4 separate regions of the Mus musculus genome follow, and regions 1, 2 and 3 are each linked to region 4. The links are chromatin contacts, called in public HiChIP or PLAC-seq and promoter capture Hi-C maps. All regions are on one chromosome and are shown on one strand. The core of a region is the stretch at or near the end of the contact, and the rest is flanking DNA. Distances in the headings are between cores, read along the strand shown.

Region 1 (7,195 bases), core at 1,055-3,554, 530 kb after region 4:
AACTCAAGGCAGGAGCCTGGAGTTAGGATCTGAAGCACAGGCTGTGGAAGAATGCTGCTTGCTTGCTTGTTCTCCATGGCTTGCTCAGCCTGCTTTCTTATATAACTCAGGATCCTCTGCCCACGTGGTCCTGCCCACAGCAGGCCTGCTTCCATCAATCACTAATTAATCAAATGCCCTACGGCTGGATCTTGTCGGTACATTTTCTCAATGAGGTTCTGTCCCTTCAGATGACTCTAGCTGGTGGTGTCAAGTTGACAGAAAACTAGCCAGGACACCCAGCCCTGAGACTATTGATGATATTCTGCTATACTTGCGGACAGGAGCCTAGCATAAATGTCACAGAGGTGCTTCATCCAGCAATTGTTAGAAGCTGATGCAGAGACCCACAGCCAAACACTGAGTAGAGCTTGGGGACTCCTGTAGATGAGGGGAAGAAGTGATTAAGGGAGCCAGAAGGGTCAAGGACACCACAAGAAAACCTCAAGTCAACTAACCTGGGCCCATGAGGGCTTAGGGAGACAGGACTGCCAGCCAGAGAGCATGAATGGCACAGACCTAGGCCCTCTGCCCGTATGTAGCAGTTGTGTTGCTGGACCTTCATGTGGGCGTCCTAAAGCAGGAGCAGGTCTATCTCTGACTGTACTGCCTACCTTTGGATCTCTCCCACCTAACTGGGATGCTTTGTGTAGTCTCAGTGGAAGATACTCTTGGTCTTGTTGCTTGATATACTAGGGTTGGTTCCTGTCCATGGGAGGCCTCCCCTTTTTCCAAGAGAAGGGGTAGATGGGGGAAGAGGGAGGGGAGGTGAGAGGGAGGGACTGAGAGGAGAGGGAGGGAGGAAGGGAAGCTGAGATCTGCATGTAAAGTGAATAAATAACTTCTGTAAATTGAAAAAAAAATTAGCCAGAACAATATTCAATAACTTAGTTTTAAAAAAAATCCTCGGAAGCTATAGACATGATGGTGTACATTACAATAAAATGTAGTCTGAATAATATTGTCCCTAGTTTATTTTGTTTGTTTCCCCTTTTTGTTTCTGTTAGTTTGTTTTTTTTTTAAAGATTTACTTATTTTTATATATGTGAGTACACTGTTGCTGTCTTCAGGCAGACCAGAAGAGGGCATCCGATCCCATTACAGATGGTTATGAGCCACCATGTGGGTGCTGGGAATTGAACTCAGGACTTTTCCAGTGCTCTTAACCACTGAGCCATCTCTCCAGACACTTTTTTTTTTTTTTTTGAGACAGTGTTTCTCTGTGTAGCCCTGGCTGACCTCAAGTTTCCTCATTTAATGTCAAAGTCAAGTGTGGGGTGCCAGCACAAAGGAAACAAACTAGTAAGGTGGCGAATAGTTGGGTACAAAAAGAGGACAGTATTTAGTAGGCTCTTTTGGAATACTGGGGTTTGTTTGTTTTTTCAGTCTTGAGTGAAGGTTTTGCCTGTAGCCTTGACTGTCCTGAAACTCCTTAAGTAGAACAGACTGACTTCGAGTTTGCAAGTAATTTCCTGCCTCTACCTTCTCTGTCTGTGTGTGTGTTTAACTTCTACATAGCTTGGAACTCTTTGATTCTCCTGCCTCCACCTCCCCAGTTCTGGAACTACAGACATGCATCACCTTGCCCATCTCTTAACTATTAGCATGATTTCTCTAAATACCAGACTCTTCTTCCTGAGGAACAACGCAGATCGATCGCCTAATCGCCTCTCCTTTGGCTGTCAGATCTACTGGCCCTGCCTGCCTCTGCTGGCATCACTTCCACCACGACCCTGGGATCAGAAGCTGGTGCCCAGTCTCGGTCTCAGAGGCCTGGCGGCGAGCAGCGGGGCAACGAGAAGGCGGTCAGGGGCCCGTGAGCCCTGGCGCGAGGCTCTGTCGCCCCCCACCCCAGGCCTCCATTTTCCAGGCCCGACCTAGTTCCCTCATAATGCAAGAAGGGGGCCTTAAGGCTTGGGTCAGACTTGATTTACAGGAGGTTTGGCCATGTCTCGGAATCCCTCCACGCCTCAGAGCCTGGGCGGAAGGTGACAGACACCAAGCCAAGTCCAATAAGCGACCAAAAAATTACCACAGAAAGGGCGCGGAGAGGAAAGCTTTCTCAACGCGTCGAGTTTTCCTCAGATTTTTCCCGCGCTTCCTCTTTCCGCCACTCACCCCGACTCGAACCCACAGCCTCCCCGAGAATTTTCAAGGCGACACCCGCTCCGGCTTTCCCGTCCGGTCCAGAATTCTAACGCCGACCCAGAACGCGGAGGCCGGCAGCCCGCCCTGTCGTCGAACAGCTCCGGGCTTGGCGCCAAATGAGGGCCGCGGGAGCAAGCCCCCTTGATGGGCGGGGCCTGGGGCTGTAGGCGGGGCTCGGGCTGTAGGCGGGGCCCAGTGTGTGTGGGCGGGGCTCAGGTTGTGGGGGTGGGGCTCGAGGTTAGCTAGAGAACCTGAGCAGGCAAGGAAAGGCTCCCTGCGGGTCATCGGTAAATGTAGCACAAAGGAGAGCGGAGGGTGGGGCAGGGGCCCTAGTGAGGGCTGCTGGGAGGATGCGGGAGTGGGGGGTCTTCGGGTCTCCGAGGTTAGCGAGGGCAGTGGTGGAACATGGACTCTGAGGAGAGAGGTTTGGGTATGAGAAGAGAGTCTGGGCATCCCTTGGGCGAAGGGAGTTGCTGAGTCACGGGGAGAGCCTTGGCCGCTGACAAGGACAGGAGATGACGACCTTGGACTGTGAGGAGGTCGAACATGGGGGTCCCTTTCCTCCTGCCTGGGGCCGCTTTCACTCCAAGGTTTTCATACCTAGCTGGGTAACCCAGCCTTCCCATCCCCCCTTCTCTCCTGACTCTGCATTTGCGGTCCTCTCTTCTGGGATGGAGAGTAATTTTTTTTTTCTCCCTAACGTGGTTCTAAATGGTCTACAGAAACACACGAGGTTTTAGTTCTGTTTATAGAAACCCCGGGCCAGCCATGATGCCAGCAAGGCCTCTCTCTAAACTGTTTCCTTTTCCCCTTAGATGGAAACTGACAGTTCAGAGTCATGAAAAACTTGAAAGACCACCTGCAGAGGTTGCTTTAAGTGTCTTAGATGACCCACCAATACGGGCGACCTCTATATTCTTTTTGAACCTTTTAAATGGAATAAATTCCAAAACAGTTGACATTTTGAAGGACAGACCTATCTCCCGTGGATAGTTTTTTAAAAGGCTATAGCTTTTCAAAATGCTTACTTTACAGAATCATTGCCCGTCTTCTCGAATGGAAATTGTTCACTTGAAAAGGAACCCAAGGCGAGTGTGGTGGCGCACTCGGGAGGCAGAGGCAGGCAGATTTCTGAGTTTGAGGCCAGCCTGGTCTACAAAGTGAGTTCCAGGACAGCCAGGGCTACACAGAAACACTGTCTCGAAAAACCAAAAAAGAAACCCAATAGCGATGGCAGGCTCTCCTTCTGAATCCACCGAAAATACAGTAACTTTTGAGCAACTCGCTAGAAGACATCAACAGTATACCGGAGAGCTACCAAAGAGCGCAGCAAGACGATTTAGGGAAATCTAACATATGTCGTTTGCTGTAGTGACAGCTGGGAGCAAGAAATGCTCATAATATTTGAAGGTTGTGTGCAGTACACTCAAAGGAAGAAACTGAAATGAGCTCGGTAATGACAAATTCATGAAGTGAAGAGAAAGGCTTGTTAGGATAGCATACCGATGGTTCCGTGCAACTTTTTAAACGTTTAAAAACAGCCACAAACAGGGAGTGAAAAAAAAATGCAACTTCTCGTCCAATCAGGAAAAAAAAATTCTGTAACAATTCTGAGTATTGTGAAGTGGCAGTTTCAAGTTGACGAAGGAAATGAGTGAATGGTGTTGGAGCGACTGGGTAGCCATCTGCAGGGAAATAAAACTGGAAGCCAACTTCACACCTTACGCCAAAATAACTTCTAGATGGATCAAACCGAACATAAGAAAAGCCTGAGAAGAAAACATGTGGCCATCTATTTTTACTTAAGAATGTTTTCTTTTTAAGATTTATTTATTTTATGTATGTGAGTACACTGTCGCTGTCTTCAGACATACCAGAAGAGGGCATCCAGATCCCAAGACATTCTTAAGGGGGCTGGAGAATTGACTCAGTGGTTAAGAGCACTAACTACTCTTCCTAAACGTCCTGAGTTCAATTCCCTGCAACCACATGGTGGCTCACAACCATCTGTCATGGGATTTGATGCCCTCTTCTGGTGTGTCTGAAGACAATGACAGGACAGTGTACTCACATACATACAATAAACAAATCTTTAAAAAAGAAAAAGAAATTAAAAAAAAAAGAATGTCTTTTAATCTATTGTGTTTTACTTCTTATGTATGAATGTTTTGCCTGCATGTACGTACATCATGTGAGTGTCTGGTGCCAGTGAAGGTCAGAAGAGGGTGTCAGATCCACTAGAACTAGAGTGACAGATGGCTGTGAGCCACTGTGTGGGGGCCAAGGATCGAATCTAGGTCTCCTGCAAGCGTAGAGCATAGCACAAAATTCAAAAGCCATAGAAGACTGATAAGATTATGTGTATGTGCGTTTGCCTGCATGTATACATGTGTACCACGTGTGTTGGCAACTTTCAGGCCAGAAGAGAGCATCAGATCCCCCAGAGCTAGAATTACAGGTAGTGAGGAGGTGCTCTCAACCATGGACAAGAGCCTCCTCTCCAAGCTCCTGATAAGACTATATTTAAAAAAGAAAAACATCAATCCCAGCACTTGAGAGGCAGAAAGAGGTAGGAAGATATCTGAGTTCAAGGCCACCTGGTCTACAGAGTGAGTTCCAGGACAGCCAGGGCTACACAGAGAACCCCTGTCTCAAAAAACATAGATAGATAGATAGATAGATAGATAGATAGATAGATAGATAGATAGATAGATAGATAGAAAAAGAAGTTCTGCATGGCAAGTGCTATTTTCCTATTTAAGACATTGAAAACATAGTAAGCCACTTTTGTGTTAGTTACTGCCAGATAATATGGCTTATTTTTTGCGGAGGGACTTCAGGAATGACCCAATTTTCATATACTGGGGAGAGGAGTCATATATTCTAAAGACTTAGTAAAACAGTCATTGGGGTTCAAAGGACCTGAGTTTTAAACCACTGCACTGTACTGCCCCTCTGTGGACAACCACCTTATAGCGAAATCTAGGCTCCTGGTCCCACTGGGGATCTGGGGAATTATCACACCAGCTGTCTGTGAATGTATATCCTTGGAATTTCAAGGGCACAAATTTGAGAACTACTTTGATAGAGAATTAAGAAAGTTTCATCACACATGCAACCCCACCCAGATCATTTGCCAGACAGATCTTTCCTTAAGACATTGATTGCATTTAGAAAGTGGGCATTGATTCCCAACTGTGTGCCAACTCCTGCACTAGATCTGCCATGGTAGAGATTCAAGGACAAGGCACCAGTGCTATTGAGGGCTGAGGTGAGAGAACACAGACAGTCGCAACGCTGCTGTGGGACATAACTCTTGAGTCTGCCTCTCCCTTTGCATAATTTTCCACAAATAGTTTCATCTTGAACTTAGGACTATAAAGCAGTTTTTAGAAACCAAACAGTGATTCACTTTGGCGAGAGATTTAGAAACGTGTCTTCCCTGAGGCCGGGTGCTCATACACAAAAAAGCTGTCCAAAACCGTTCTCTTACTGCAGGCACTGGTGAGCCGGTGCTGAGATGCTCTGCAACAGTGGCTCTCAGCCTTCCTAATGCTGTGCCCATTTTAGCCCAGTGCCTCAGGCTGTGGTGCCCCCAGCCAGAAAATGTTGTTGCTACTGCATAATTGTAATTTTGCTGTTATGAATTGTAATGTAAATATGTTTGGAGATAAATTGTTGCCAAAGGGGCCTTGACACACAGGTTGAGAATTACTGTTCTAGATAACATTCTGTTCTTAGATTCAGTCTAGACATACATACACATGCACAAACATACACACACACACACAGGCTGTATACCCCCTTAATTAATAATTTGCTTCCACTAGTGTGTTTTATGTTTTTCTTTTCTTCCTCTTTTTTCTTTCCCCTTTCTTTCTTCTTTCTTTCTTTCTTTCTTTCTTTCTTTCTTTCTTTCTTTCTTTCTTGCTTGCTTGCTTGCTTGCTTGCTTGCTTGCTTGTTTGCTTGCTTGCTTTCTTGCTTTCTTTTTGAGACAGAGTCTCACTATGTAGACTTGGCTCTCCTGGAAATCACAAAGATCTACCGGCCTCTACTTCCTGAATTCTTGTATCAAAGGTCTACAGTACCATGTCCACAATATTGTATATTTGGAAAGTGGAAATCTGTGGCCAAATGTGGTCCAAACATATGAAAGAAAAATGTTTTTCTCATGTTCTGTTGTGTGACCTCTCACAGGATGAAGTTGGAACTTCCAAAAACACAGAGAGAACCGTGTCCCTCTGTGTTAACCTTTCCCTTTTTATTTTTGTTTTTTGAGGCAGGGTTTCTCTGTGTAGCCCTGGCTGTCCTGGAACTCACTCTGTAACTGAGGCTGACCTTGAACTCAGAGATCCTCCTTTCTCTGCCTCCCAAGTGCTGGGATCATAGGTGTGCACAAGGATGTGAGTTCAGTCCCTGCCACACCCACTCCAGTGGAGTTTGCATGACAAGTCCAAAAGCTTGGCTGCAGTCCTGAAGCACAAAGTTTCACAGAAACTGGTCTCCTGGAGCATCTTTAGCATAACATACAGATGTGGCCCAGATAGGTCCTTGCGATAGTCGGTGTAGGATTTAGAGTGCTTGCTTTCAGTATTGTTTTATTAAATAAGTGCCTCCAAGGAATGATTTGACAAATAGCAAAGTTAGATTGGCCTCCACCAGTGTTCCAACAGCCTAGGCAATCATTGAGCCAACCTTGAGCTTTGAATTTCATGAGAATGCTACTCATTCACACGAAAAGCCTCCAGTGTTGATAGAGAGATAGTAAGAGAAAGCAGGCATTGTAGTTTACTGGATTAGAGTAGAAATCTCAGGACAAGTTCTACAAAATTAACTTGGAATTCTCATTAGTCAGGTATGGCAGACTACATTACATATTAAAAGAAAGTTGGTAGGCTCCTCTGTTAAATGGAGGTTCCCTACAGATTCTTAAAATAACAACTAAGCCACTCCCATATACATGAGTTTACAGTGGCCTAAGAAGAAAGTGGGTTGTGGTCTAAGAAG
Region 2 (7,740 bases), core at 2,847-5,346, 600 kb after region 4:
GCAGCGTACCCAGCGTGTGTGTTTCTGTCCTTCACACATGGTATGCCATGCAGCTGTGTAGATGTGCTAGAGGCACGAGGAGGAGCAATCCCTCTGTCTGCCAAGGCTTAGCTGGGTGAGGACTGGTAGTTTTCCTTGGTGCACAGCCGCTGCGCACGTCTGCAGCGGGGCCTGGCCGTAGCTTTCTTTGTAACAATCCAATGCTCTTACTTCCAGCTTTCAGAAACCACTGCTGAGTCCCACCTAAAGGACAAAGAGCTGGATGAACTGAAGGTTACCAACCGCAGGAGGAAGTGAAGAGAGCCTGGCAGCACTCGCTAGGGGACTGGAAAGAGCCCAGTGACCAGGGGAGGAGGATGCGGCAGAGCCCTTTGATTTCCCGTCAGATTAGCAGACTAGGGGAGAGCATTAACAGGCCCTGGCTCCCTTGGGCAGGGGATAGGGAGGAGACACAGGATGGAAGAACCCAAGGTGCCAGGCCAGGGCCATAGCCAAGCAAGCACCCCAGGTCCACCCAGGGTGTCAATCTAAAACATACCCCAGGAAGGCCTAGAAATAATGAGCCTTGGATGCTGTCGGCAAGTGACAGCATGTAACTGCCTGTGTCTCAGAATCACCATATTCAGACAGCTGGCAGCTCACCTCTTGACACTGGTGTCTGGGGTTTGGCACTCCTCCCAGAGAGCACCTCGCGTGAGGGTGCCCAGTAAGTGGCTCTGGGTTGTCTGCACCCCAGCCCCCGGAACCCCCAGCCGTAATCTCTCTGCCTTTAAAGAGCCCTCATCCTCAAATCCACAGCCTCTTCTGGCATCAGCTTCCCAGCAGCAAGCTCCAGCCTTCCACAGCACACTGTAATTTACTCTTTTTTTTATTAAACGGTGTTCAATAATCTCTGTGTAGCAAAAATAGATCAACATCAACCAAAAAAAAAAAATGTAGCTTCCTCAAGAAGTAACCAGACCCTGGGTTCAAAGTTGGTGTTGCTCCACAAAAAGACAGGAGTTTTAGGACTGGGAGAACGGCACCTTGAAGAGGGAACCACCCTGGAAGAGAAATGGTGACTTCCTGTTCCACTTCCTCTGTTTTCCTGCGTCCTTGAGGTAGTACTGGTGCCCACTAGCCAGTCAAGAAGTGACAGGTGGGGGCTGGTGAGATGGCTCAGTGGGTAAGAGCACCTGACTGCTCTTCCAAAGGTCTGGAGTTCAAATCCCAGCAACCACATGGTGGCTCACAACCATCTGTAACAAGATCTGATGCCCTCTTCTGGTGTGTCTGAAGACAGCTACAGTGTACTTACATATAATAAATAAATAAATCTTAAAAAAAAAAAAAAAAAGAAGTGAAAGGCAGTGCCCAGGTTAGTGTGAACCAGCCTCCTGTAGCCAGAGAGAAATCCAGTCCTCAGAGTCCAGCAGGGAACACAGGTAGAGGCAGGGAACACGGGTAGATAGGCATAAGCCAGAGCATTAACCTGAGGACCGCTACTGTGGTTACCTCCTGATTTGGTACTGAGCCTGACAGTGGGCTTCAGTCCCTGGCATGCAGCCCCTCAGCCCTTCAGCCCACTGCTGAGGTCAAAGACACATTTCACATCTCCACAGCTCAGCCCTGTCAAGACACGTAATTGTAACCAGCGTGACAACACAACACACTCTTTAGTTTGGAAACTGCTGTAGATGACAGGGCAAACCTTGGAGGCCTGAATCTCAGCCCACTGTGGCAGAGGTGTCTATACCGAGACTGTAGCTTAAAGCCCCTCCTACAAGCCAACAGAACACTGCAGCGAGTGAACAAGGAGAGCATAGTGGAGAATTGCAGCTCTTGATCTTTCAAGGGCCAGGCCTGGAGATCTACTTTTCTCCCCTTTAACTCCGACATTTTCTGTTTCTATGAGGTAGGTTGCGTGTGTCCTACTGCTCGATGTGGAGGTCGGAGGGCAAATGTCAGGAGTCAGTTTTCTTTGTCCCATGTGGGTCCTAAGGATCAAACTCAGGTTGTCAAGCTTAGTGACTTGCGTTCTTACCCCATGAGTCATCTTGCTAGCGCTTAATACTGAAGAAACCAAGAGAGGATCCAGATGCATCAAATAGGTAGACATTATGGAATAATGGGGCTTGCTTGTGTCCGGATCACTGACTGTTTTTTGGCAACCATTTATTGAGCACTGCTGATGCTGGGTATCTTTTTTGGTTTTTTTTTTGGTTTTTTTGTTTTTTTTTCTTTAAGACAGGGTTTCTCTTGTGTAGCCTTTGCTGTCCTGGACGAAACTAACTCTGCTGACCCAGGCTGGCCTAGAACTTTGAGATGTGCCTGCCTCTGCCTCCTGAGGGCTGGGAATAAAAGTGTGCAACTGTGTTTAATTCTCATGACAACTTTAGTACTGTTTTTCAGTTGAAGAAACCGGTCCAGTGAGGTGAGGGCTAGAAGGGAAGGAGCTATAGCTGGAGCCTCAGGGTGCACTTGTATGTCCAAATGATGTGACTTCCCCTGCCAACACTGGCACTTTAAGCAGGGTGCTGGAGTCAGAAGGTCGTAGAGCGGCTGTACTGTGAAGGACTTATGAGCTGAACGCTGCCATAGCCCTGGTCTGTCCTCTGCTCCGGGCTCAGGATTTTCTGGATCGTCTTGTCCACCCCCCAGTGGTCTGAGGGTGACATTGTACCGCTCCACTGTTTGCTCTCTTGGCAATTTTGCAATAGTTGAAAACCCTTTTACTGTTAAGCAGACTCTCTTAAACTTACGTATAAGCCGAGCACGATGTTGCATGAGTTTAATCCCAGCACTTTGGAGGGAGAGGCAGGTGAATTTCTGTGCGTTGAATGTTTTCATAGAGAGTTCCAGGACAGCCAAGCCTGGAACTTAAAAAAAAAAAAAGTAATAATAATAGATCATGTTTGTGGCTCAGTTGGTAGAATAAAGGCCTGGTTTTGATTCCTGTGTGGTGACACACCTGTGGCCTTAGTTCGAGGTGGAGGCAGGAGGATCAGAAACTCAAGGTCATCCACAAAATGAGTTCAAGGCTAGCCTGGGCTACATGAAACCGTGCTTTTAATGTGTGTGTGGGCCCAGGGGTGGGGGGGAATGAAATGAATAAGTGGTTTAAAGATGCTTGCTGCTGCAGGGTGTGGTGGCCCACGCCTTTAATCCTAGCACTCGGGAGGCAGCGGCAGGCAGATTTCTGAGTTTGAGGCCAGTCTGGTCTACAAAGGACAGCCAGGGCTACACAGAGAAACCCTGTCTTGAAAAAAAAACCCAAAAAAATGCTTGCTGCTGAGTGTGAATTTGATCCCCAGGCCCCACGTGGTGGAAGAAAAGTGTTGTGAATATTCACCAGAGAAGACCGAGTAGACATGGGCTTTAAGCCATAGAAAATCTTTATTAGCCAGTGTTTAGGATCTCAGTATAGCCTAGCAAGCCTTTCTCAGAGTGAGCTTTTAAGCACACACTCGCACATACACACACACAACAAAAAACACGGAGTCAGTTGTGCTAAGGTCTGGGGCCCTGTTACAGAGAGGATCAACTGCAAGTGTCCTCTGACCTCCATAAGTACACATATTGCTCACTTGTGGTGGTGCACGCCTTTAATCCCCGTACTCGGGAGGCAGTAGCAAGTGGATCTCTGAGTCTACAGAGAGTTCCAGGACAGCCCAGGGCTATACAGAGAAACCTGGTCTCAAAAATTAAGCCGGGCGTGGTGGCGCAGGCCTTTAATCCCAGCACTCGGGAGGCAGAGGCAGTCGGATTTCTGAGTTCAAGGCCAGCCTGGTCTACAGAGTGAGTTCCAGGACAGCCAGGGCTACACAGAGAAACCCTGTCTCGAAAAACCAAAAAAAAAAAAAAAAAAAAATTAAATAAACAAAAACCAGATCTCTCTAAAATATGCAGTTTCGGAGCCAAGCCCAGACCCAACGGCACAGAATAGCTGAGAAGCACCCGCATCTCTCCCTGAACATACTCTTACAGTCAGTTGAAATTAAGAGGCTGGCGACACCAAGGGGGCGAGCTGGAGGAGACGCCAACGCTTTCTCTCTAGCCAGCCCGGCTCGCTTCCGGAAGACGCTCTGTCCAGGGGTGGGCCGCTTCGCCTGCTCTCTTCCGCTTCCGGTGTCCTACAGCCATGGCCGCCGCCGTCGCTGCAGCCGGCGCTGGGGAGCCTCTGTCCCCCGAGGAATTACTCCCGAAAGCCGAGGCAGAGAAAGCCGAGGAGGAGCTGGAAGAAGACGACGACGACGAGGTGCTAGGGCTGGCGGGGAGCGGGGCGAGGGCGGGCGGTTGGGGCGTGGACGCCGCGAGCCGAGAGGGCGGCTTCTCCGCGCGGCACGGAAGGGCCAGGCCCGGGGCTCGGCGGTTGCGGTGCTGCTGCCGCTTCACCGACGACCCACGCCTCCTCCACCACAGCTAGACGAGACCCTGTCGGAGAGACTCTGGGGTCTGACGGAGATGTTTCCCGAGAGGGTCCGGTCAGCCGCCGGAGCCACCTTTGACCTCTCGCTCTTCGTGGCTCAGAAGATGTACAGGTAAAAGGGCCGACGGAGAGCCACCGGGAGCGGGCATGGACGGGTGACGGGTGCTGTCAAAGGACAGCGGGCCTCGGGAGTCGCAGAGCAGAGTTTGAGTGACCTTGGATTCATTGTCATACCCCGAGTGTGGTTGGTCTTCTGCAGAAGGGAGTTCTTTTTTTTTTTTTAAAGATTTATTTATTTATTTATTATATGTAAGTACATTGTAGCTGTCTTCAGACACTCCAGAAGAGGGGGTCAGATCTTGTTACGGATGGTTGTGAGCCACCATGTGGTTGCTGGGATTTGAACTCTGCACCTTCGGAAGAGCAGTCGGGTGCTCTAACCCACTGAGCCATCTCACCAGCCCCAGAAGGGAGTTCTTAACCTGGCGGGGTCGTTATGAGACTAAGGTTACGTATATACGAGGCTTATAAGAATGCACTGTATCGCTAGGTAATTACTGCTCCTCTTGCCTCTGCCAGGACTCTGGGGGCAAGGAATTGGTAGGGTACGCTTTTAGAAGATCGAGGGCGGTACTGCACGTCCTGTTCCAGGTTCGGTCCTAGCCGGAGTGCCGGCTTTCCTTTTCATGACGCCTCATCCACTCTTTCCCTCTGCAGATTTTCCAGGGCAGCTTTGTGGATTGGGACCACTTCCTTCATGATCCTGGTTCTTCCCGTTGTCTTTGAGACAGAAAAGTTGCAGATGGAGCAACAGCAGCAACTGCAGCAACGGCAGGTGAGCACATGTTCTTCTTGGCGGTGGGCCAACCGCAGAGCCCCAGGAGATTGGCACTTAACCCCAAGTGGGAGCAGGTCCCTGTACTTTCAGGTACTTGGCAGTGTAGAATTTGCCTGCCCCTCATGTGTGACAGAAGGGACCGACGACTGGAACTATGCAGTATCTTAACAGTCTTTTTTTTTTTTTTTTTCTTTTCCAGATACTTTTAGGGCCTAACACAGGGCTGTCAGGAGGAATGCCAGGGGCTCTACCTCCACTTCCTGGAAAGATGTAGATTCTTCCTTCGGTATTTGTCCTTGTGGGAGAACTTTGAAATTCATTTGTGTTTGAACTGCTGATTGTTGGAACTTTTTATTCTTTTTTTTAACCTTGGCACATGGATCTATTTGAACATAGTGGGAACTTTCTCTGTTTCTCATGGAGAGACCCCAGGTACACCTGTGCCCTACATAATGAAGTCCCTCACTTACTTCTTCCTGTTCTCACTCCAATGCTGGAGTACAGCCATGTGGAAGGTTAGCCTACTCTCTAATAAACTGCTCCTAAGGAAGTTCTTACATGCCCATTGTGGGAAAGAAGTAAGTACCCCTGACCATAAGGACTTTTTTTTAATGGAAATGTCTAGGACATGTAAGCACCGTGGCACTGACAAAATTCATTATACCTGAGTACAGAAGTCACCAGGAATCCCAGAGAGAAGGGAGGCTGGCTGTAGCTTTAGCCAGAGGGGGACTGGGCAGAGCAGGCACTCATTTCCTCTGCAGAGTTTGGCTCTTAGACCTGCTTATGTATAAAAAAGAAGTCAGCGCTCACTTTTTGTATTTAAATATTAAAAGAACTCGAACTGAAAGTGTTATTGCTGTGTTTGTGGTAGTATTTCACACCTAGGTTGTTTTAGAAAGCCAGGAACACTGCCTGCCAAATTTCCTCTGGCTTCAGCCAGCATCTGTTTCAACCTCATTTCATAGACCAGTCTGACCTCAAAAAGCTTTCTCTTCTTTTCCTTGTGTGTGTGGTATGTTTTTTGTTTGTTTTATTTTTTTTTTTTTTTCAAGACTGTTTCTTTGTGTAGCCTTGGCTATCCTGGAACTTAATTTGTAGACTAGAGCTGGCTGAGAACTCAGACCTGCCTACCTCTGCTTTCCAGGTGCTAGGATTAAGGGCAGGAGTCACCAATTCCTGTTTAGTGAAGTTTCCAAAAAGGAAAGAGAACATTTATTATTGAACATAGTAGTGATTATTGCCTCAAATTCAAGACTCCCTCCACAGAAAGTGCAGGCCAGACTCTGGATATGCAGACTATACTGTATTTATAACCTGTTTTCTGTATGTTTGCCTTATAGTCTTGAGAAAGAGGAGGTTTGCAAATAGAGCTTGTTATCATATTCTTGTTTTTATTGGTGGGTAGAATCTCTCCAGAGCCCAGGTTAGCTTTCAACTTGGTCCTCCTGAGTGCTGAGGGATCATGGGCATGCACACCTGGTAAAGACATATTATTATTTTTGGTTTTTCAAGGCAGGGTTTCTCTGTATAGCCCTGGAACTCTCTGTAGACCAGGCTGGCCTTGAACTCAGAAATCTGCCTGCCTCTCCCTCCCAGGTGCTGGGATTAAAGGCATGCGTTGTCACTGTCCGGCTTATTTATTTTAAGTAACAGCAGAGTCTCTGATAATAGATCCAACTGTAGCTCTTCTTTTTGAGCCCTGCAGTCTTTCTACTCAATACTGGCCTTTTGTTTTTCTCTAGAAATGGGGTCTATGTTGACCATACTGACTTGAAACTCAGAATTGCCTGCCTCTGAGAAACCTCAATCCAATCTCCTACCTGAAAAACCACCTCCTGAGAATTGGGGCAGTGCTGTAGAACCACATCTAGCTTGGCTTTGATTTATTGTGCAGGTTTTCTAAGCTCTTCACGTGATTTAGGAGGTTGTGGTATTCCTATGGGTTAAGGAATCTGCACAAAGCCTGCTGACGTCATATGCTCTCCAGGCCTGTAGCTCCAGTGTACCCAGCCTTTCCTCCACTGTAATCCAGACGGATCCTCCTGACACAGCCTCCCCACTGCAAGCACAGCAGTGTGGTCGGGGCACCTCTGAACTAATCTCACAAAGTGAGTACTTTCTCTTGGTTTTTCAGCTAGGAAATCTGATTACTGTGTCTCAGAGTGGTGACATCCCTTCTATGACAAAATCCTGCCAAAGGTTTTTACATAATCAGACAAGTAGACTTGTGTTCAGCTTTTCATTTTTAATATTTGGTTAAACAAAATACATCTTTGTAAACAAACCCAGCACAAGGCCAACAGAAAAGGGAATAAAGCAAGAAAAACAAAGCCTAGGGCTGCCCCTTGCTGGGCGTCAGGGTCAGGCTGCCCCTTCCTTCACAGGAGTGGGGCTTTGCCCTGGGGCATTAACATGGGTCCCTGTTCCTAAGCACCAGAATTGGATATGAACAGAACCAGCCCTGAAATGCTTAAGCGTCTTTGTACATCCC
Region 3 (7,647 bases), core at 137-2,636, 620 kb after region 4:
TACCCTAATGGAGGCTAACAATCGTCTGCGACTCTAGTCCAAAAGGGTTCCGGTGCCCCATTTAGACTCTACAGGCCCTGCACAAAGGTGGCACACAGACATACACACACACACACACACACACACACACACACACACACCATTCATACAAAATAAAAACAAATCTCAGTAAAAAACCATTAAGGTCAGGTTTCCAGCAGCATCTGCTCACAGACTTGGTAGTACGTTAAAAATGAGGACAAGACTCTCCCCGAATTAGGTGACGGCTATATTGTACCCTTTTCCTTACTTACTATATACATCCTGTGGTCCAATCCCTAAATTTCTCGTACTTCCTCAGGCGGCTGCTCTTTTTTTTAATCTATTACCAGGAGGAGTGGCCAGGTCCAGCCAGCATAATTAGATCTTGGTAAAAAACAGAACTCACCTAATAGTCTAAATTTTTCAGACATTTGAAACGGGAATTTCAGGTACACGAACGGCGGGTTTTTTTTTTTTTTTTTGGACTGGGACTTTCCACAAGTGGCAACTGAAAAATAAGCCACAAGAAACTACCTTGACAGATCCTAGACCTGTGGCTCAGCTGTTCACCAAAAACGTGAGGGGATTTACGCTAGAGTTTGGGCTGTCAACATCTTTCTGTTCACTCAGTTGCTCTCCGAGGAGTCATGAATGGAACTCCCTGAGGTCAGCATTTAATTAATTGTCTTGGTCTGGCGGCTGTAATATTACCACTCCTGGAATACATAGCATCGATTCTACTATAAAAATTGCCTTGCGCATGCCAGCACGCCGGACACAGTGTTGCAGCAACTGCCTTCAATCATTCGGAGTGCCAGGCTCATTTCACAGTTTACTATCTGGGTATGCGGCGGCCAGACGCGCGGGACTTAGGGAGGACAAGATTGGGTCCCGCCCTTGTCCATCATTTTGAGAGGCTCCAGGCGGGACTGTTTTGCAGTATGATTTGGAGGCTGGCCCCGCCTCTGGAAAGTGAGGTGGGGAGTAAAGAATGGATGCCTCTTTTCATTGGATTGTTGTCAAGTCAGTCAAACCTCTGCTTCGCTCCCGTTGGCGGGAAGGATCCAGGCAGGTAGCGTGCACGCTGTGTTGGCCCCACTAGAGGTGGGACCAAGGCTCCCGACCACTACGACGTTTGTTGTTAGGGTTTTGGTCTCATTAATTATTCATTAAAGTATTTGAGAGAGCTGCGACGATTGGTAAATGAGAGACTGGGTCTTCTGTGTCTCCGCTAGAGATACGTGACAGTCTCGGGAGGCGGGGAAGCCGCGCATAAATTATTCTAACAAGAAGGGGCGGGGCCGAGCATAAATTAGTTAAATGAGCCAGGGAGGGAGGGCGGGCGGCCGGCTGCGAATTAGCTTAAGTTCTTAAAGATGGCGGCGGAGCGGAGTCGCTCCCCGGTCGACTCGCCGGTGCCGGCCTCGATGTTCGCCCCCGAGCCTAGCTCTCCGGGGGCGGCTCGGGCCGCCGCGGCCGCGGCCCGACTCCATGGCGGCTTCGATTCTGACTGCAGCGAGGACGGCGAGGCGCTCAACGGCGAGCCGGAGCTGGACCTCACCAGCAAGGTAGGCCCGGGAGGCGGCGGCGGGGCCAGGGGTACGCGGAGGGGCCGGACGGTCTCCGAGGCGACGGCGGGCAGCCGGCTGTCCAGTGGCACGGCTCACGGGAGCGCTGAAGGGATGCAGCCCGCCCACCTGCCGCTCTCCCGAACCTGCCGGGCCCGGGCCCACTCTCCGCACCGGGCAGCGTCCACCCGGCCTCCCGCGCTTCCCGCTCCCGCCTCGATCGCTGCCACTTGGCTCCGCCACGTGGAACGGGGTTCCCGACTCGGGCCGCGCGCCCTGTGTCCCTGTCCCCGTGTGGATCAGCCCGCCCTCCCCAGGAGGGGGGTCCCTGAGACGCAGGGTCTTCCTCTTCTAGGAGCATCCCGGAGGACCAAGTGTCAAGGTGGCTTGGGCAGGGGGCGGGATACTCACGAAGACAGGTAGCCAGTCTAAGGGGTGGCAGCCGTTTCTCTTCCTGGTCTCTGGAAAGTAAACAGAAAGTAGTTGCTCAGTCGGCGAGAATGATGTCCGAGGAGCGTCCTCTTTCCGTGTCCACCCAAATAAAATAAAAAGATGGGACCGACAAGATGGCTCAGCAGGTAAAGGGGCTTGCCTCCTAAGTTTGACAACCTCAGTTCGATCCCCAGGACTCACCTAGTGAAGGAGAGAACTGATTCGTACACCGTGGCACTCGTCGCCTTCCCACACCCTGCCTTGTTATAATTAAAAAAAAAAATAGGCATGACCCTCAGCCTTGCCACTTACGAGTGGAGCCACCTCTTGTATTCATGCAATATGGAAGGGCATCTTTAAGTAGCATCTTCTGCGGTGTTGAGAAGGTAGGCAGAAATGAAGATCTCACCACTTACTTGGCATTGTGGAAAATAAGAAAGTAACTATAAGATGTTACTGGTGTTTAGAAAGTGTCAAACATCACTAAAGAAACTGATGCCAAGGGAGGGACTGGGCTTCCCTTCCAACTGTTGCCATTAAAAGGGTCTGTGACCTTAGGAAACTTTCTTAACCTCTCACTTCTCCAGCATCTCATCAAGAAAATGCAGATGTGTTGCAAAAATTAGAAGAGAGCTGGGCAGTGGTGGTGCGTGCCTTTAATCCCAGCACTTGGGAGGCAGAGGCAGGTGGATTTCTGAGTTCGAGGCCAGCCTGGTCTACAGAGTGAGTTCCAGGACAGCCAGGGCTACACAGAGAAGCCCTGTCTCGCAAATTAAAAAAAATAAAAAAATTAGAAGAGAATGTTAAGACCCATTATAGTCCCAGATGCATATCAGAGACTCACTAAATGTTTGCACTAGATAGATGATGATTCCCTGTGAGGATTAAAAAGCAGCTGGTGGAAGATAGAGCAGCCCCACCCCCTGCGCTTTGTAGGATAATTACAATAGAGATTTTATGGAGCTTTGATGTCTGTGGTCATACTATGCTGAACGAGCCTGATCTCGTCTGATCTCGGAAGCTAAGCAGGCTCGGGTCTGATTACTACTTGGATGGGAGATTTTATGGTGCTTTGAAAATGTGACATCTCATGATGGCAATGCTACATAAAACTTGGCTCTAAACTGGAAAGAACCTTTGCCCCCAACCTAAGTAAGCAATTCCCAACTGTTCTTTCTCCTTCTAATCTCTGCTGGGCCCTTGGAAGCCAACTAGCATCTTTTGTCATGATGGTCCTGTCTAGTGCCTCTAATACCATCATAAGGGTGGCCAAGCTCAGGGAGACCTCCATCCAAGCAAAATGCTAGAGACAATGTAACACTGGCAGCATCTGGGTTACAATTCTAAACTCTGATGAGTCAAATGGCCTGTTGGAAATGTACTGACTAGATGTCAGTGCATGGTCAGGGAGCTGAAGAAACCTGAAAGCTCAGTGGGAAATTGGGACAGAGCTGTGAAGAGGGTGGGACCTCTTTGACCATTTTAGTTAATTGCCTGGAGTAAGGAACTGTTACTTCATCAAGGAGCTGGAGAAATCCTTTGAAATTGAGTGTGTGTGTATGTGTTGAAAACAAAAACTGACAGTGTGGAGGAGAGAAGGGTGAACTGAATAGATTTAAGTCTTGAAAAGAGTAGACATTAGGTATGTATACCCTCACTATATATAGCTAAATGAGAGGAGCTAAGGCTCTGAGAGCTTCCAGCAAGAAACACAGTTACTGATGAATGGTATGAGACTCATGCAAAGTTCTTGAAGAAATGACTTGTTGAAGATAACTGGAATGCATGTTAGTTGAGCCTGGCCTGGATGCTTTTGTTTTGAAGATGGGCTCTAATTCTATAGCCCAGGCTAGCTTCAGACTCATAGCAGTTTTCTTGCCTCAGGTATTCCAGCGCTGGTATTACAGACTTGAGCTAGCCCAGATGCTTTATATTTTACTCTCTAGATGAGAAGATTGAGATTCAGGGAGGTTAAGTTCTTTGTTCGAGGTCACATAGTCGTGGCTAGAGAAGGAAATCCACTTGCCTCATGGTAACGGGCCTCCCAAGTAAGTGGTTGATACTTTGTTATCGATAGGATTTGCCCAGCTGTGGTTCTATTAACACTAACCTTGGTGGCTGTAGGGTTTGGTTGACAGAGATAGCCTTCTGCAGGCAGTTTTCACTGTAGTAAGCGAGACAGACAAGGTAGACCAGAATTCTTCTGTTATTACGAGAGCATTGGGCTGTGGGTGGAGGGCATGGCTGTCAGTGAACAATCTGCCCTTGAACCCCCTGATGCACACTGCAGGCAGAAGACCACGCAGAAGTGCAGGACAGCTTCCTCACAGTGCCAGACTGTCTTCTCCCTCCCAGTCCTCTTGTGAAGCTACAGGAAGTGGGCTGTGTACGCCTTTCCTCCTACGGGTTGTGGCACAGACACAGACTCGTTTCAGTATATCGTCTGGGTCGTACAAGGCTGTTTCAGGAGGGACGGCGAGTGTGTGAGTGTGTAAGGGGCTGCGCAGCTGTGTCCCAGTCGGGTGCCCTGGGGTATGGTCAGGGTCTTTGGTCAGGCTGTTGACCAGCTTTAGCTGTGGCCCTTTCTAGTGAGTGTGGTTCTAAGGCTGTTGGTTTCTCTTCTAGCTGGTTCTAGTGAGCCCTACATCAGAGCAGTATGACAGCCTACTTCGGCAGATGTGGGAGAGGATGGACGAGGGATGCGGAGAGACCATATATGTCATTGGGCAGGGATCAGGTGAGCATAGTTTTCCTTTCTTGGTTTGAAACAATTTTTTAGGCGCCCATTTCCCCACCACCACCCTTTCCTCTCATGTGTCTCTTGTGTGGCCACACTGTAGTACCTGCAGGTCTGTCTGGAGGGTGGGACCAGCAACTGAATATCAGTTCCTGTGTTAGCAGTAAGGACAAATTTGGGGGTCCACCTGCCCAGGGGGCCCTAGAAATGCTTCCTCTCCACCTCAGGTTTCCTCATTGGCATGCAGGGAATTGAAGTGTTAAGCAAGGAAACCTCTTGTCTAAGGTAAGGGAGGAGGTCCTGGCTAGCTCTCGAATTAATCCTGCTTCCTCTCCAGCCCTGTCTATGGTTCTTTCTGCTTTCTCTTTCCTTCTTGGTTGGGGATCTCTGTGGTTCTTGAAACCAGCAAGGGGAAGACACTCAGGATTCCCCCCTTCTGTTGAGCTGTTGTGGTCCAGGCCGCACACTTCCCTCAGTCTGGATAGCTGTGATAACAGAGGTCCCTCCTGGCCCCTAGATCTCGTGAGGCTTGGAGACTTATGACCATTCTGATTGTTGTCCTTAAACCTACTTGTTCATTCTAATGGAGCTGACAGTTTTAGAGAAAGGCGGACCCCATGTCCCAGATGAGACTATGGTTTTGTCCAGCCCCTATCCCACCGTCCGGTCACTCATAGTTTTATACCCTCAATGCTGTAACCTACTTACTACCTTCATCTTTATTACAACATTATCTTTGCTGAAATGAAAACTGAAGTGGTTGAGGATCGCTTGCAAGAAGCCCAGGCCGGGCCTGTGTGCATCATTAGGGCCATTTTCTTTGCTTAGCAGACTTGCAGAAGGCAGAAACTAGTTGGTTGGCAGACTGAGTCTGAGTTAAGGAGCTCTTACAGGCCTTTTGCCAGGCTTGGGAATGCACGCCTGTGATCCTGCCACTCAGGAGGCTGAGGCAGGAGGATGGCCAATTCCAAACCATTCTGTCTAAAAATAAAAATATAAAGCAGACCGGAGGAGTAGCTCAGAGGCAGTGCTTCTTAGGCCTGGCTGAGTCTTCTGCAGTGGCAGAAAAAAAAAATTGTTCTTCAACTCTTTGACCTATGGTGTTAGGGATCTTCCAAATCTTGATGCTTTCCAAGTTCTTTGGGGCGCTTAAAATTTGTTTCCCTGGGCTTGTAGGTTAGCAGTAAGAGGCTCACCTAGTGTGTTCAAGGCCCTGCGCTCTATCCCTAGCAATGAAAAACCAAACAAATAAAAAAAAATAAAGCTGGTGGTTCTCAACCCCAAGGAGCAAAGATGACAACCAGGGACATAGACTTGGTTCCTGAATCCCACCATGACTGCTGCCTTATCTCCTTTCTCCTCCCCCTCCTGCCAACCCTACACTTAAAAGAAGGCATGGTTCAAGAGATAGGCTAAGGGGTCGTCTGCCAAGGCAGGGAGGGAGCCAGTCAGCATTGCCATGTGCCACTGGTTTAGAAAAGGCTTGTGTACTTGGTGATAAGAAATCATTGATTGCTCCTGTAAGCTTGACAGGTGCATCTCTGGCCTGCTCTAAGAAGATAGACCACTCATAGGTCACTTCCTGCGTTGTAGGAAGCCACATAAAGGTCAGTTGTGACAAGTGGTGGGGCGAGTCTGTAAAGACCCAGACTGTTCAGTATTTGTTTAAGTGTTTGTTTAAGAGGGGCTGGCCTGGGGGCTGGTGAGATGGCTCAGTGGGTAAGAGCACCTGACTGCTCTTCCGAACGTCTAGAGTTCAAATCCCAAGACAGCTACAGTGTACTTACATATAATAAACAAATCTTTAAATAAATAAATAAATAAATAAATAAATAAATAAATAAATAAATAAGGGGCTGGCCGTGAATTCTTGACGCTTTGACTTTGGCCTTGCCATGCCATGCAGAGTTTTTCTCCCATCCTTTAGTGCAGTCTGAATTTTACCATTGCCACCAACTCATACCTAATTAACCCTCCTTCAGAAGGAAGATGTCAGATCCTCCCTGGACCATCGCAGCACACCCCAGCATTAGCCACACATCATCTTGGTAACTCCTTCTGCTGGATTCTTTGGAGGCAGAGAGAGATCTCAACTGGTTAAACAAGTTGAGCATCAAACAGGACTGAGTCAATTACAAGGCCCCCAGAGGTCAGCTTCGTCTCCAGCTTCTTCCCTGTGAAGGTGTTGTACCCCTCCACTAGGGCCTTCCACTGTAGCCCTGGAGTAAAGGAGACTTTACTGGGAGAAATCTTTCCCAGATAAGCATATTAAAACCATGCACACCATCCAGGGGACTGTGCTATGCCTGTATGCTCTTCATTTAAGGTTAATGTTTTAGGAAGCAAGTCAGTAATGGTCCGGTGGTTTAGGGTCTGCAGCCTGGGAGGTCTGGGCTTGCCTGTTGACTGTTTTCCTTGCCTTAAAATGCAGGTAATGAGCTGGGGAGTATGCACTGCTCTTCCAGAGGTCTCAAAGTTCAGTTCCCATGCACACTTGGAAGCTCACAGCCACCCATAACTCCAGCTCCTGGGGATCTGATACTTTCAAGCACTTTCATGTGCCCATTCCCACACACACTTAATTAGAACTCAAATCTTTCAAAATAAATAGTACAAAAATATGAATAATGATCCCACGGTGCCCCGGTGAGTGCCGTGAGCACTCCAGGAGCGCCCTTGGCACAGAGGTGTTCGTGTTAGCACTGCCAGGTTTTCAGGGTCCAAGGTTGTAGCTGATTTACTATGGAATTGCTTTGCAAAGAGACCTCGACTGTTTCTAAGAAGTCATGGCTTGAGAGCTCATTTGGAGGTTCTAGCGGAGAGCACAGTTGTCTCATTATACCCATGACTGCCAATGGTTCTCTGTCAGGGAACTTTGCCCTCTTCTAC
Region 4 (7,470 bases), core at 1,967-4,466:
TAGCACTAGAGAAGCTGAGGCAGGGGGAGTATCACAAGTTTGAGCCAGACAAGGCTATACAGCCAAAAACCAGGCCAGCCAGGCCTGCAGAATAAGAACCTGTCCCAAATCAAATCAAAGCAACACAAAGTTCTCAAAACCCAGGGAGCAAATGTACATCTCGATGTTCTGAAACGCATGCTTTCCTTTCCTGGTTGATGACTGAATATGCTGTAGTTCCTGGATCTGGATCAACGTTGTGTCCTTTCTCTCTCCCCTTCCCCCCATAGCATCTCCCACATGCTAGGAAAGTGCTCCAGGCCTGGGCTGTTTTCCCAGATTTTTTTTTTTTTTTACTTTTGAAGACAAGGTTTCACTAGGTTTGACCAGACTAACCTTAAAGTGTTTATATCCCAGTCAGGCCTTGAACTTGCCACTTGAGTAGCTGGGATTACAGGCTTGAAACCTTAGGCCCAACTTTAACATTTGTTTCAACTGAAAATGGTCATATAATTGCTTCCTCTAGAATCTACTTTAGATCGAAAAATTTTTTTTTCAGTATTAAACTTCGATTCCATTACTGGTGGTTGTGAGCCACCATGTGGTTGCTGGGAATTGAACTCAGGACCACTGGAAGAGCAGTCAGTGTTCTTAACTACTGAGCCATCTCTCCAGCCCCCTTGGCTTACATTTTTTAAAACATTTTTTCTTCCAATTTCACATCTCTTTTTTTTTAAAATGTCATTAAACATTTTGAGAAACATTGTCAATATTTGAGAAACTGTATGAAATTCCTGGCATTTAGAAGCACGGTGAGAAATCAGGCTAAGTTTAATTTTCTAATAGCCCAATTTACCTTCAAATCTATTCACATTGTGAGCACTCACTGCTAAACGTGGCTACTGCCATGTCCTGTATGTGGAATGCCAGCAATAACTGAAATCCCTACTGAAAGTCCACTGCATGCAGACATTCCCAGGTGGCTTTCCTTCTGCAGCATTCCAGATGCTACTAGACACAGGGGAACTACAGCATAAAGGGAAGCCAAGTGGAAAACGCTTCCTTGAACACGTGTAGCAAACGTATTATTGTGCAAGTTTTATAAAACATGAAACTATCTGAGCACCTTACCTCATCCCCTCGGGGCACTCAGAAATGGTCCCGGGGCTCTAAAGTTAGTCATTAGTCTCAGGCTGGAGAGATAGCTCAGTGGCTAAGAGTACTGACTGCTCCTCCAGAGGTCCTGAGTTCAAAGGCCAGCAGCCACAGGATGGCTCACAACCATCTGTAATGGGATCTGATGCCCTCTTCTGGTGTGTCTGGAGACAACTACAGTGTACTCATATACATAAAAATAAATAAATAAATCTAAAAAAAAAAAAAAAAGAAAACCTCATTAGTCTCATGACCATAGTCACCTCAGGTCATACTCTAGAGGAGACAAGGAAATGTGGCAAAGTTAACCCTCCCTTGAAGAACCACATTTATGTTCTTATCCATATTTACTTACCCATGTACTTTCTTTTTTTTTTTTTTTTTTTTTTTTTAAAGATTTATTTATTTATTTATTTATTATATGTAAGTACACTGTAGCTGTCCTCAGACACTCCAGAAGAGGGAGTCAGATCTCGTTACGGATGGTTGTGAGCCACCATGTGGTTGCTGGGATTTGAACTCCTGACCTTCGGAAGAGCAGTCGGGTGCTCTTACCCACTGAGCCATCTCACCAGCCCACCCATGTACTTTCTATGACTAGTTTGAGACACTCATTGCTCTGTTCTCAGGTGCATCTTACATTGTTCTGAGTACATCTATCCCCTAATGCTAGTGCTTAACCTATGGCAAAACATCTTGGGGTGTGGGTGTGGGGTGAGGGGTATGGGTGTGGTAGTACACACCTCTGATCCCAACACTCAGGAGGCAGAGGCAGGTGGATCTCTGAGTTTGAGGTCATCCTGGTCTACATAATAGACCCTAGGACACCCAGAATTACATAATAGAAAGATCCTGTCTAAAACCAAATGAGCAGGGAGGTAGCTATGCAAGCCTTTAATCCCAGTAAGCAGGGGGCAGAGGCAGGTGGATCTCTTGAGTTCAAGGGCAGTCTGGTCTACAGACTGAGTTCCAGGACAGCCAGGGGTACAGCTGGCTGATTTTTGAAAAATCAGCTGTAACTCCAGAGGATTGATGCCCTGTGTGCATAATTCACTCATACAGAGGAATAAATAATCTTAAAAGTAAGGTCTTTATTAAACCCTAATTCTTTCTTGCTTAAATAAACCAAAGCAACCAGACAGGCAAACAAAAGGAACGACTTTAAGGAGTCTAGGGCTTAAGGAGCCAGGGGGGAGAATGGCAGTTCTAAATAGGACGCTTTGAGTAGAGGGCGTTGATTAGCAACACTCGTCCAGCAAACTCCTGTCTTCAACAGAGAGCCAGGCAGTGATACCGGGGTCATTTGTACTAAAGTCTGGTCAGAGGTAAGCATGAGTGCCGAAGCCCAGAGTTGTGTACCTGGCTGTAATAAGCAGAGATTGTTGTGACCCGGAGACAAGGATGCAGGTGCCCAAAAGGTAAGGCAAATCAGCTGTTCAGGGATTGGTTCTCGCCTTCCACCATGTGGGTCTCCCACATCGAACTCAGGTCGTTAGGCTTGGTGTCAAGGGCCTTCACCAGTTTGGTCATCCTGAGTGTTCTCAGGTTGATTTTTTTTTTTTTTTTTTTTTTTTTTTTGGTGGTGGTGGTGTGGGGGAGAAATTTCTCGCTGCAGGCAAAACCGTTTACACCTAAATCTAAGGTCAGGAACGCTACATCTTAGCAGGTCACTTGTCATCGTCTCTGTACCGTTTTCTTCTGATTTCTCTTTATTTTTGTTGTTGTTGTTTTGGAGACCCCGCTTTATAATCAGATTGGCCTGGAAATAACTAACTTTGGTTATCCTCGAATTTGTTGCAGTCTCCTGCCTCCGCCATCCTTGAGATGGCAGATGTGAGTCAACAGGGTCTAGGCATTCTTCCCCTTTATCGCTTGCCCGCCCCTACTTCTGCGTGCACACCATACTCCACAATAATGTCCTTTGAAAAGCCCGTTTTGCAGGGAGGAAGGAACTCTGATAGTTTAGGAACTCCGTCCTTCCAATCAGAGCTACTTCGCTTCCCCGGCGACCCCGGAAAGGCTTTCGGGCAGGTTGGGCTGGGCGGGACTTCCGGTCCGGCCAAGCAGGCGCGGAGTTCTTCTTCCGCTCTCTCCCACGGGCTTCTGGAGCGCCGTAGCCATGTCTTACCCCGCTGATGACTACGAGTCTGAGGTAATGAAGCGGTGAGCGCGTGGCGGGGTCCGCGGTGGGCACCCGGTTCGGTGGGATCTGTCCCCGAGGTGAGGCGGCGTCCAGATCGGGCCGGAACAAGCGGACCTCGATCATTCCGGCCCTCCCGGCCCCGGGTCTCCTCCCCGGGTCCCTCCTCTGCCGGCCGTATGTCCCCGCGTGTAGTCGCAGTCAGTCGGAGGCGGGCTGAAGGGTGTTTAATGCTGAGTTCTTGGCTCTCATGGCGTCTGCTTCAGACGGGGCTATTACTGTGTTTTTCTTGTCTTGTTGCACCTGTAAGCGTGTTTTGTGCTTGCCCGGGGTCCCTTTTCTCTCACACATGTGAAGCCCTCCGAGGTAGCGACTGTCAGTCTTATCTGAGTAGTATGTTTTGCCTCCTGCTTGACATGGAGGCCCGAGGACGAGCATTTTTGGAGTCCCCATTTGGCGTGTCTCCCTAACTTTGTCTCTTTCCTTGCAGGCTGCTTATGATCCCTACGCCTACCCGGGCGACTATGATATGCACACAGGTGAGGCTCTCAGTTTGCCCGGCTGTCTCTTGCCTTCCAAGGATTGGCACTTTTTTCTTTGACCATCTCAGCGTTGACTCCCAACAGGGACCTGTTAAAAACTGCGTCCTAATGGAGTGGTGGAGTCGGCCATTAGGTCTGATTGGTAGGGTTGTGAAGAGTCTAATTAAACCAGGCCTTTTTTGTGGTCTACCTGCCCACGTCAGAAGAGGACCATCACTGACCCGGCTAGGTTTTTCTTACTTGGGGCAGATTTTATTTGTTATACTGGGGTGGAACCCAGAGCCCCATGCTTGTGGACGGTCTCTGAACCACACCCACAGCCCTCCTCCCTGAGCTGTCTGGCCAAGGTCAAAAAGCTTTGTGGCTTTGTTGTTTGGGTGCCGGAGATGAGATTAAACCACACACTCCAGCCCCAAAGAAGGAAATCTTGGTGTGAAAATCTTCCTTGATTCAAACCAAGTCTAAGTGAAATACTTTGGGGAGGCTTTTGAAGTTTACCGAAATGTTCTAGTCACTTTGAGATTAAGTAAGTACCAAGTGGCTTGCGATGCTCACAGCATGTATTTTATTGGCCCTTACAGTAGAGTAGTTTTACAAAGTAAGCATGTTAATGTGTCTTTAAAGGTGAAAGAAAATAGCGTACTATGCATCATTTGGTTAGAAAGTGAGTTTCCTTTCCTGTTTTTTAAAGATGGGGGTCTCGTTATGTAGCTCTGGCTATCCCGGAACTCACTATATAGAGCATGCTAGCCTCACAGATTCAGCTGTCTGAGGGTTGGGATTAGCAGTGTGCACCCACCTACCCAGCTGAGAAGTAACTTTAATGGTATGTCCTGAGGGACAAGGACAGTGGGCTGGGATTGAGGATGACGGCTGACCTTAGACCCTTGCCCATGCTGGGCAAGCAGTCTGGGACTGAGACTGAACTCTATCCCCGGCCCCTTGGGGTGGTCCTGCCCCGACGTGTCATCAGGAGCCTGGGAGCACTCTGTCGTGTCTCTCTCCTAGGAGATCCGAAGCAGGACCTTGCCTATGAGCGGCAGTATGAGCAGCAGACATATCAGGTGATACCGGAAGTGATCAAAAACTTCATCCAGTACTTCCACAAGACTGTCTCCGATTTGATTGACCAGAAGGTGTACGAGCTTCAGGCCAGCCGCGTCTCGAGTGATGTCATTGACCAGAAGGTGTACGAGATCCAGGACATTTACGAGAACAGGTGTGGATTGTAACATTGTCTTTCTGAGTGGAGCTGGCCTGGCGACGGGGGCCTGCAAGATGATGCAGCTCCTCCCTGTGTGTGCAAACATGTGCGTGTGTGCTGTGTGTGTGTGTGTGTGTGTGTGTGTTTTGGAGATGGTTTCACTATGTCTTTATGACTCCTTTGGGCCAGAGCGCTGGTTTATCCTTCCTAATGCTGGCACTTCTTCATACAGTTCCTCATGTTGTGATGCCCCCCTAATCATAAAACCATTTTTTTGTTGCTACTTCATAACTGTCATTTTGTCATTGTTGTGAATTATAATGTAAATATTTTCTGGAGGTAAAAGCTTGTCAAGGAAGTTGTAACCCACAGGTTGCAAACCACTGGCCTTGGAGCCATGTTAATTAACTGGACTTTGTATCCCAGAAACAAACAAGATCTAAAATAACATCATTACTAATAATGACAGAAGTACCAATTTGTACATGTTACCATGTGGATGAAGCAGGGTTGGCATGTGTGTTTATTGCTTTGCTCTTAACAGTAATCCCATGATGGGAGTTGTGTGATTTTTTTTTTTTCTTCTTTTCTCCTGTTGTAATAGAACTGAATTGCATAGCTAGCACTGTGCGTATGCCGAGTTCTGAACCTGTGTACTCTTGACACCGGAGTCTAATTTTGAACTATGTAACCATCCAATACATACCAGTGTGAACCAAGCTCCGGAGTAGTATTGAGGGATGCCCTGAAGGCAATGAATGCTAGCTATAGACAGGCCAGCTAGGGATGGGATAGGAGATATTTCAAGCAAGGATGGATGTGTGTGTGCAAATAACCAGCCGCCTATTGGATCAGTGAACAGGAGTTGACCGACCTCTGCTCCCACATTGCTGAGGGTCAGGAGAGGAGAGCTGGGTTGAGGCAAGGCTTATGGAAGCCTTAGGCTCTGTTTCTGTCTCTGTGCTGTCTCCCATGTCTCTGGATCGAGGGTTGGGTCTTGAGTCCTTCTTGTTCTGCAGTTGTGAATTGTTTACATTTGGCTTTCAGCTGGACCAAGCTAACTGAAAGGTTCTTCAAGAATACACCGTGGCCTGAGGCAGAAGCAATTGCACCCCAAGTTGGCAATGGTAGGTGTAACACTGTGTCTCGCGTGCTGGATAACAGATGTCAGGACTGGACTCATCAGAGAGGTCAAGAGGGCTTGCGAGGTTTTCTTTGGTTTTTTTTTTGTTTTTTTTTTCCCAAGACTAGGCTTCTCTGTACCTGGCGGCTGTCCTGGAACTTGCTCTATAGTCCAGGCTGGCCTCAAATTCAGATATCCTCCTGCCTCTGTCTCCTGAGAGGTAAAGATAAAGGCCTGTGCCACCTCGCCTGGCTTGCCTGTGTTTCACTTAGCATTTTGTTTCCCCGGAGCTTGGGGAATTACCCAGTGAGAGAGAGCTGTGTAATGTGAGCTTCCCCAGATCTGGAGTCTTGTCTTCCATGCGGGTGGGCTGATCCTTGAGTCCCTTTGCCTTCAGCTTCTTTGCCTCTCACCGCTCACTTTCATGGTCTGTGTGGATGAGGTCTGCAGATGTGGCTTCTCTTTGGCGTGTGGTGTGACCAGGACCTTAGGCATGCAAGACAGGCTCCCGTTGAGCTGTGGTCTGTGTTTGCCATGCACCGGTTTGCTTTTTCAGTTTTTTTGTTTGCTTTGTTTTTCTAGACTAGCCCTGACTAGCCCTAGCGCTATCTCTGTAGACCAGGCTGGCCTGAACTTCACAGAGCTCTCCCTGCCTAAGTCTCTCAAGTACGTGGCTCAAAGTCTTGAGTAAGCCATGTGTTGGGTACATAGTTTCTTGGGGCACAAGCTTAAGGATTTAAAAGTTTAACCTCTAAATCCCCTCTGTCTCTCCACCTGAAAGGCTGCAGAAGACAGCCAGTTGGTTTGTAGATTAACAAAGTACCCTTCAACCATGTCTTTCAGATGCCGTATTCCTAATTTTGTACAAAGAATTGTACTACAGGCATATTTACGCCAAAGTCAGTGTGAGTACTCTACGCTCGTGTTGGTATTATCAGTAGCTTTGTCAGATGCCTACGTCAGTTCCATCTCTAGCACAGTCTCTCGTCCACGTCTAAAGATGCTTTGTATGGGTTTTGTTGTTGTTTCTTTTTCCTTTTATTATACAAGTATGAGTGATTGGCCTGCATGTATGTCTGTGAGCCATGTGTGTGCCCGGTGCCCACAGAGGTCAGAAGAGGGCATCGGAACTGGGGTTCCAGACGGTTGTGGGCTGGCTGTAGATGTTGGGAATCTAACCCTGGCCCCGGCGAGAACAGTGTTCTTCACCATGAAGCATCTTGCCAGCCAGCCCCCCACCCCACACCCCATTGGTTTTTGTTCATTTTAACTTTCTCTGAAGAAAGGCAAAATGAATTGTTTGACCCAGAAAGTTGGTCTCTGTTGT

Evidence for each region. Promoter capture Hi-C pulls out the DNA fragments that hold promoters and counts their contacts. HiChIP or PLAC-seq counts read pairs in DNA pulled down with a chosen protein or histone mark.
Region 1: a contact with region 4 is called in a promoter capture Hi-C map of liver, with 2.7 times the contacts expected there. The contact joins the promoter of Dmc1 here to the promoter of Eif3l in region 4. A contact is called at or near these places in 5 of 39 promoter capture datasets (embryonic stem cells, hippocampal neurons, liver and 1 more) and 1 of 115 datasets of contacts at active chromatin or transcription factors (bone marrow-derived macrophages).
Region 2: a promoter capture Hi-C map of liver shows a contact between it and region 4, with 6 times the contacts expected there. The contact joins the promoter of Tomm22 here to the promoter of Eif3l in region 4. A contact is called at or near these places in 14 of 39 promoter capture datasets (the 3T3-L1 cell line, 3T3-L1-derived adipocytes, the C10 cell line and 9 more), 2 of 484 Hi-C or Micro-C datasets (B cells and CD8 T cells), 6 of 115 datasets of contacts at active chromatin or transcription factors (the SCID.adh cell line, bone marrow-derived macrophages, extraembryonic endoderm stem cells and 3 more) and 2 of 9 other capture datasets (adipose tissue and macrophages).
Region 3: an HNF4G HiChIP or PLAC-seq map of pancreatic cancer cells shows a contact between it and region 4. The contact joins the promoter of Gtpbp1 here to the promoter of Eif3l in region 4. A contact is called at or near these places in 9 of 39 promoter capture datasets (the 3T3-L1 cell line, 3T3-L1-derived adipocytes, the C10 cell line and 5 more), 2 of 484 Hi-C or Micro-C datasets (B cells and embryonic stem cells), 6 of 115 datasets of contacts at active chromatin or transcription factors (the SCID.adh cell line, bone marrow-derived macrophages, extraembryonic endoderm stem cells and 3 more) and 1 of 9 other capture datasets (pancreatic islet).

What each region holds. Positions count from the first base shown.
Region 1 is chr15:79,602,805-79,609,999 of GRCm38.p6, forward strand. Dmc1 (DNA meiotic recombinase 1) reads right to left here and starts at 2,305. Exons shown (of 14, transcript NM_010059.3): 1 at 2,158-2,305. It overlaps Fam227a (family with sequence similarity 227, member A), which reads right to left. Exons shown (of 18, transcript NM_029407.1): 18 at 6,772-7,195.
Region 2 is chr15:79,666,772-79,674,511 of GRCm38.p6, forward strand. Tomm22 (translocase of outer mitochondrial membrane 22) reads left to right here and starts at 4,097. Exons shown (of 4, transcript NM_172609.3): 1 at 4,097-4,237; 2 at 4,402-4,520; 3 at 5,126-5,243; 4 at 5,446-6,091. The coding sequence starts at 4,121. The coding sequence ends at 5,520. It overlaps Cby1 (chibby family member 1, beta catenin antagonist), which reads left to right. Exons shown (of 5, transcript NM_028634.3): 5 at 217-889. The coding sequence ends at 297. It overlaps Josd1 (Josephin domain containing 1), which reads right to left. Exons shown (of 4, transcript NM_028792.3): 4 at 7,479-7,740. It overlaps Gm30877 (a long non-coding RNA gene), which reads right to left and starts at 243. Exons shown (of 3, transcript XR_384249.3): 1 at 10-243.
Region 3 is chr15:79,689,510-79,697,156 of GRCm38.p6, forward strand. Gtpbp1 (GTP binding protein 1) reads left to right here and starts at 1,387. Exons shown (of 12, transcript NM_013818.2): 1 at 1,387-1,589; 2 at 4,647-4,758. The coding sequence starts at 1,398.
Region 4 is chr15:79,072,007-79,079,476 of GRCm38.p6, forward strand. Eif3l (eukaryotic translation initiation factor 3, subunit L) reads left to right here and starts at 3,217. Exons shown (of 13, transcript NM_145139.2): 1 at 3,217-3,286; 2 at 3,765-3,813; 3 at 4,825-5,035; 4 at 6,068-6,147; 5 at 6,987-7,048. The coding sequence starts at 3,254.